Linked DNA regions of Hordeum vulgare: region 2 is linked to region 1. Evidence: chromatin contacts called from public Hi-C data. All regions are on one chromosome and are shown on one strand. The core of a region is the stretch at or near the end of the contact, and the rest is flanking DNA. Distances in the headings are between cores, read along the strand shown.

Region 1 (3,658 bases), core at 802-3,301:
ACGTTGACAAACATCATGGCATTAAGCTCAATAAATGAAACGCCCTTCTAAGAAATGGGAAAGCCTATGGTAAATGCAAATCTTTTACACAGAGATCAACAGGAGGAAATAGGAAAAAAGATCATACTGAAGAGGTTAGATCGTCTTCTTTTAGAGTCTTGGCTAGGCCAAAGTCTCCTGCATTCAAACAAATGAATTGTGAATTGATATTACAAAAGGTTAAAGAAGTTAAGTTTCACAAAATATTACGAAAGGTTGTAGTACTGTATTTGTTATCAGGAACTGACCAAGACGTATATCATGATCTTTGGTGAGAAATATGTTGGAGCACTGCAATTATGAGGAAGAACAATTGTCAATGATACTAGGCTAGTATAAAGTAACAGAAGGTGACTATATCCATTGTTGCTTACCTTCAGATCACGGTGTAACACGTAGTTCGAATGCAAGTAGTCAACAGCTAATACCAATTGTGCAAACCATTTGAGCAATTTCTGGGTAACAATTAGTGATCAATCAGTATTATAAGCTCGATCTCAGATCCCTATATTTCTGCTTCGGTCAGACGAACAATAGAGATAAATTATCTCATACCTCCTCGGGAAAGTAAGTGCCATTTGATTTCTTCATTAGCTCATCACTGTGGTCAATTAAAGAACCAAATAAAACACAATACAATTTAAAAGTCATGGAAACAAGAAACTGAACTCGAAAGCACCAACTAACACTCACACATCTCCCCCTTCACAGTAGCCCGTGATGATGCAGACATAGCAACCCTGCATAACTCTCCTCGTCAGTAAGTAAATTCAACTGAAATTTCAAACCCAGCTAGGAAAGCAAAACGAAGTAAAGAAAAGCAAAAAAAAGACAGACCTTCTCAACCCAGGCCTCTTTGAATTCAACAATGTAAGGATGCTGTAGCCGAGCGATCAGAGCCATCTGCAATTTACTTCCCACTTAACTTAATCAGCTTCCCAGAATAGCACCAACGGATCAAGAAACAAAGACCGAGGACTTGACAAACCTCTTGATGAGCAGACTTGCGGCAGCGCTCCGTCTGCCTGGCAAGACGGATTTTCTTCAGCACATACCTGCAACCAAACACGCTGTTGCTGTCACCTGCATTCGATGGACGAAGACAGAATCTATGCTTCGAACTTTCGAAGTGGGAAATAGTAAAAAGAAAGTGTATCCTACTTCTTCTTCTCGATCTTGTGATTCACAAGGATGGCGGCGCCGAAGGCACCGCGCCCAATCTGCTCCATGATCTCGTACTGGTCCATCCGAGACTCCATCACGCGTCCCCGCTCCGTAACGGGAGACAGCCACAGCGTCCCGGCAGCAGGCCGCCTGCAGTGAGGGATCGATCAGATTCCTCCTCCTGCCCTGCCCATGCCGCAGCTCAAACGCCTGCACATCCTATCCTCGCCAGGGCCAGGGCCAGGTCCTGCGAAAGGCAGCGAGACAAGTGCATAAGCCAAACAACTTTAACCAAAGCGTCACGTGCCCGCCCAATCAAATCCCGCGGCATCCTGAAGTGCAAGTACTCGCTGCCTTTTCTTAGAAAGGAGACTAGGAGAACCACTATTTGAACAACAAAGGGGGAGAGATTAGCACCAGACGGCGACCGATGAACTACTTGCGCATGCGCACGGCGGAGAGAGGGAGAGAGAGAGAGAGAGGGGGGGGGGGGGCGTCGGCTATCCAGAACAGTGGCAGCAAACTTGCGGATCACGCGGAACGGCGCTTCCACCAACCGCGCGCGACGGGGCCGGCCGAGGCAGGGGGGGTGCTTACCTGCATTGGCCGGCGGGCGGCGGCGCCTCTCTCCGGGAGGCCTCGGCGGGCGGCAGTGGAGGAGATCTCCCGCCTCGGCCTCGCTGGCTGGAGCTCGTGCGCTGCGGCTTCGGGAGGGGGCACACTCGCAGACTCGTCGCTTCGGGCCGTGGAATTTTTTGGTGGAGGCTTTGATGCGGCGTAACGGCGTTCCTTGATGGCGGAGGAGTTCGCCCGGTGGCTTATATACGCGGCATCACCGCAACAGCCGGTGGTGGCGATGGCCCGACGGGGTTGGGGTTAAAAAGCTAATCAGGGGAATTAAATTAAGCGGGGGAGATGCCTAGTGGCTCAAAAGGGATGTTGCAGCTTGCAAGTGTATCTTCCACTAAGTACTGTCCTGACAAGACCTTTTGTGTTGGGGATGAAGAAAAAATGGTATGAATTCATAAATAACGGAAAACCATCAAATGGACCCCGGTCAATATAACCAAAAGGATGGTAAAACAAAATGCAGATAAGATATAGTATTATGGTGACCGGTGAGAGAAAAAACTGCATTGGATAAGAGCATCTACGTACACCTGAGCTTCCCAAACCCTCCTTTACGGACGACCCGGTCACAAAATTTCGATGCCTCAAACTTGATCGTGTACGTTCGGATTGACCCGCATCCATTATATCTAACCCAAATCTAAAGCGAAAATGGAAAATCACGTCCGCCACGTCGGATCCATCCCACGCTAGGTCGCCCCGACCCCATATATATTCCACTTCGTCCGCATTCTAGACCAAACTCTATGAATTTCACTACACTCCAACCCCAAGCTCCCTTTCGACGATCTTTGAACTTCTCCGGCATGAACTACGGCAGATCTGACTTTGACCACTCCCGGTCCGTCGACCAGGGCATCGTCCCATACGTGGATGGGGTGGTTATGATCATCTGCATGGTCGTCCTCCATTCCTAGGAGGGGTGCACCCGACCAAGGTCGAATTTGATCCGGCATGAATCAATTGCGCCAATGCAATTGGAGCTCGAATCAGCCGGAGCTGAAGACTCGAGGTCCATCTGCCACCCCATCTTTGTTGTGGAGGAGTATAAGTGTTAGAGAGACTGGAGTGATCGTCGTGTGAAGTAGAGGGTGCGGGAGGCCGAGACATGCATCGCTGCTAACATGGCGAGGCGGAGGTGGCGGATGCGGCATCCCGTGTTGTCTTGGACGAGGAAGTCGTCTGTGCTCGCGTCCTCCAGAAGCAGCACAGAACGAACACGAGCACCCTCCCGTGAAAGCAAAGTTGGGCGGTATGTGTCATGGCCGAACTACCCCTCATAGAGGAAAAGGAGGACAACGACGGGTCGAACAACTTTGACAATGAGCAAATCTGGCTTGATCCATTTTGTGTGTTCGAGCGCTACTTCCGTGAAAAAGACGCCAAGGGCAACGGAAAGGGGAAGGATATCGTGGATGATCTTCGTCCATAACTTACCATGTATGTAGAACATGACATTTTTTCATAGATGACATGTTGATGTAGCAGCCGTGGATGATCATAGACTTAGTTTATAGTGGATGTGGTCATATAGATTTAGCTTTGCAAAGTAAGGTACCGGTTGTGTGTAACTGAAATTTTAGGAGGTGATCGGTCGAACGCGTTCATGAACATTTGAGGGATGGAATTAGTTATTTATGGTTATAGATGCTCTAAGAATGCATCCTTGAACTTATATTTTACATGAAGGTGTTCTAAAATTATATCTTGGTGTTGGTTTTTATAATAGTATTTCACACATAATGTAGTGGTTAAGTGATCACATCATTTGAGGGCTAACTTGGCGCTTAACAAATGAAAAATGGTAACAGCAACTTGAGATGTT
Region 2 (3,232 bases), core at 605-3,104, 170 kb after region 1:
ACGCAGTTAACCATTCATTTTTGGACACATCAGTTCCAATGTAACATCTATACTACCTATGTGAACCTAAAACCTATGACTGATAGGCAACAAAAACTAAATGAACAACAACTGTACTGTAAAGATGGGTGACAAATAACCAACAAGCAAACTAATTAGCATCAACAAAACAGATGAGGGTGATAACTACTACAATACAAAACTATTGCCTACTAAACAAAAATCAACAAGCTACATATGCAAACACTACTGCATACTGAATAAAAACCAAATGCCTACTACCAAACTAAACAAATATCAATAAGCTACATTGCAACACTATTGTCCTACTGAAGAGCCATTAACAACTGATATAACTGCATCAACAACAAAAGCCAAAACATCACTACCAAAAAAAACATCTCTGTGGCCTTCCCATCTTCAGTCACCTGACAACAATGAACACCAACAACCAACAATGGAGGACTCAGTGCAAATTACCCCCCTCCCTTCCCTACATCACTGGACTTGAACACCTTTTCATGTAGAAGAGTCCCAAACCCTGCCCGAGATACAAAATCTCATGTGCTGTTGTTGGGCAACTCAAACACAAAAATGGAGCAACAAAAATGGACTTGTGTGATCTACAAATCCAACAACCCTAACTCAGCAAATCACACACCCCACAACCCACAACCTACTCAGCAAACCAACAACCCTAACTCAGCAAATCATAGCCAATGTTGCATGATCTAGGACTCAGCAATCATGAACCCTCGCAGGAGCTGGCATGCATTCAAGGCATTCAAACCCTAACTCAAGTCGTCCATACATGCACTAGAAGAACCACCTAGTATAGCAGTACACATGCACTAGAAGGACCCCAAGGATAACAGTACATGTGCCAAAAACAGAGAACAGAACAGATCTGAAACAGAGTGGATAAACTCATCAAGGGGAGCTTGCAGCGAATGTACTCTCCGGCGAAGTCCTCGGTTGTTGTTCTTCTCTGCCGTGTCTAGGGACTGCTGATGTTCCGCCGCCGACTCCTACTTCCACAGCAACGACACGGTGGTGTTTGCTAGGGTGGTAGCACCTCCCCTCGTCGCCGCAATGGAAGTCAGGGATGGCGTACGTGCGGCCAGTTCCTCCTCTCCCGCGATACTGTTGTTGCTGGTGCGGTTGTTGCTGCGGCGCTCCTCTTCTCCTCCGTCACCGCACGACAGTTGGTCGCCTCCAGATGCACATCCGGCAGCACAAAGGGCCACGAATCGCCGCCACACCGCCGCCTCGCCACCGCCTCTCTCCTGGTTTGGGGGATTTGGATTTGGTTGATAGAGGGGCTCAGGATTTTGCCGGTGGAAGGAAAGGAAGGGGAGGAAGGGGAAGGGGAGAGGGATGGAGGAGGATTCGAAATGGGAGAATGTATGACGGTGGAGGGACCCGACCAGGGGACACCTGACGCGGCCACCGACGACCCTGGCCAACCGTGCGCCGCTACGCCAAGACGGTTCGATTTTAATCGAACGGTGCGGAGACGTGTGCGTCCGAGTCCACAATCTGGCACAACTGCACTAATTAGAATTTGAAAAAAAAAAACAATGACTCGGCATACCGCACACCGTCACTTTGTGTGCATTCAGATTTTTTTGGAGACAATTGCGTGCATTCAGCATGTTTGTACAAAACTGAGCGTGTTGAACAAATTTAGTGAATGGATTGTACTAGCATTTACAAGAAATTGGAGCAAATTGAGCGTTCGGTGACAACATTTAATTCACTTGTTCGGTGGCAGAAGCCCACGAACAACTGCAAAGTTTACACATTTGAAGCCCAGTACATTTTAGGCCTACAAGGCCTCCACGCGCACGCAATAGGCAAATTGCGTCCCCGTCTCTCTCTCTCTCTCTGCTCGCACTCAGAGTCCAGCTTCAGTCAACAGACGTTTAGACATCACGAACCACCACAGAGAACTCCGGCGGCCGGCGACGATGGACTCCTCTTCCTCCTCGGTGGCGGCGGAGGGGGCGCCTCCGGCGGCGGAGAATCTGGCGGTGTTCTGGCACGAGGGCATGCTGGCCCACGACGCCGGCCGCGGCCTGTTCGACTCGGGCCGCGACCCGGGCTTCCTCGACGTGCTCGACCACCACCCGGAGAACGCCGACCGCGTCCGCAACATGGTCTCCATCCTCCGCCGCGGGCCCATCGCGCCCTTCCTCTCCTGGCACTCCGGCGTCCCCGCCCACGCCAGCGAGCTCCTCTCCTTCCACTCCCCAGGTCTGCCCCCAAATCTGCTCGCAAAGTCAACTAACCTCGAGTACCAAAGCTCTCACCAACCTGCCAATCATTTTTTACCTTATTTTAATCACCTCGACTTGCAGTGTAGCACATGTATATGGCGTCTGCGCCGACAAAAAACTGCAATTTGTAATTTGTTAGTAGTAGAAACCATGTTCATGTTCATGTTCATTTGGGAAATAAATCAGTTCTTGTAAAATTACAGCGAACTTCCTGTATTCTGAACATTCGCCTAATCCTTTTGTGTTCTTCAGAATACATTGACGAGCTCGTTCAGGCGAACGCCAGTGGAGGCAAGAAGTTGTGTGAGGGAACTTTCTTGAACCCCGGCTCATGGGGTGCTGCGCTTCTGGCTGCTGGAACAACCTTATCAGCTATGAGGCACATACTAGATGGGCATGGGAAGATAGCCTATGCATTGGTCCGTCCCCCCGGCCATCATGCACAACCGGACCATGCCGATGGTTACTGCTTTCTGAACAATGCCGGGCTTGCTGTGCATCTGGCTCTGCATTCTGGCCGCGCAAAGGTAGCCATTGTTGATATTGATGTGCACTATGGGAATGGCGCTGCAGAGGGATTCTATCGCATGGACAACGTGTTGACAATCTCTCTTCACATGAACCATGGCTCTTGGGGTCCATCGCATCCGCAGAGTGGCTCGTCTGATGAGATTGGGGAAGGCAGGGGGCTTGGGTACAATCTCAATATACCTTTGCCTAATGGTAGTGGGGATCTAGGGTATGAATATGCAATGAATGAATTGGTCGTCCCGGCGATTGACAAGTTTCAACCTCAGCTTTTGGTTTTTGTCATTGGTCAAGATTCTAGCATGGTGAGTTGAGTTTGCCTACTTGTTCTCCTTAGTTCACCACATGTTCTATTTATCAATCTTGCTAAATCATGTGCAGTTGCATATTCTAATTTTTTTTCCGAGAACATGCAGTCATGCTCG

Evidence for each region. Hi-C and Micro-C count contacts between places; a contact is called where the count stands out from the background.
Region 2: a Hi-C map of seedling shows a contact between it and region 1, with 4 times the contacts expected there. The contact joins the promoter of LOC123446287 here to the promoter of LOC123446270 in region 1. A contact is called at or near these places in 1 of 6 Hi-C or Micro-C datasets (seedling) and 1 of 1 datasets of contacts at active chromatin or transcription factors (embryo).

What each region holds. Positions count from the first base shown.
Region 1 is chr1H:470,831,447-470,835,104 of MorexV3_pseudomolecules_assembly, forward strand. LOC123446270 (serine/threonine-protein kinase Nek4-like) reads right to left here and starts at 2,052. Exons shown (of 15, transcript XM_045122947.1): 1 at 1,801-2,052; 2 at 1,201-1,450; 3 at 1,028-1,094; 4 at 877-942; 5 at 733-779; 6 at 595-640; 7 at 414-494; 8 at 288-330; 9 at 128-177. The coding sequence starts at 1,298.
Region 2 is chr1H:470,997,561-471,000,792 of MorexV3_pseudomolecules_assembly, forward strand. It overlaps LOC123446287 (histone deacetylase 8), which reads left to right and starts at 1,855. Exons shown (of 3, transcript XM_045122965.1): 1 at 1,855-2,256; 2 at 2,532-3,112. The coding sequence starts at 1,971.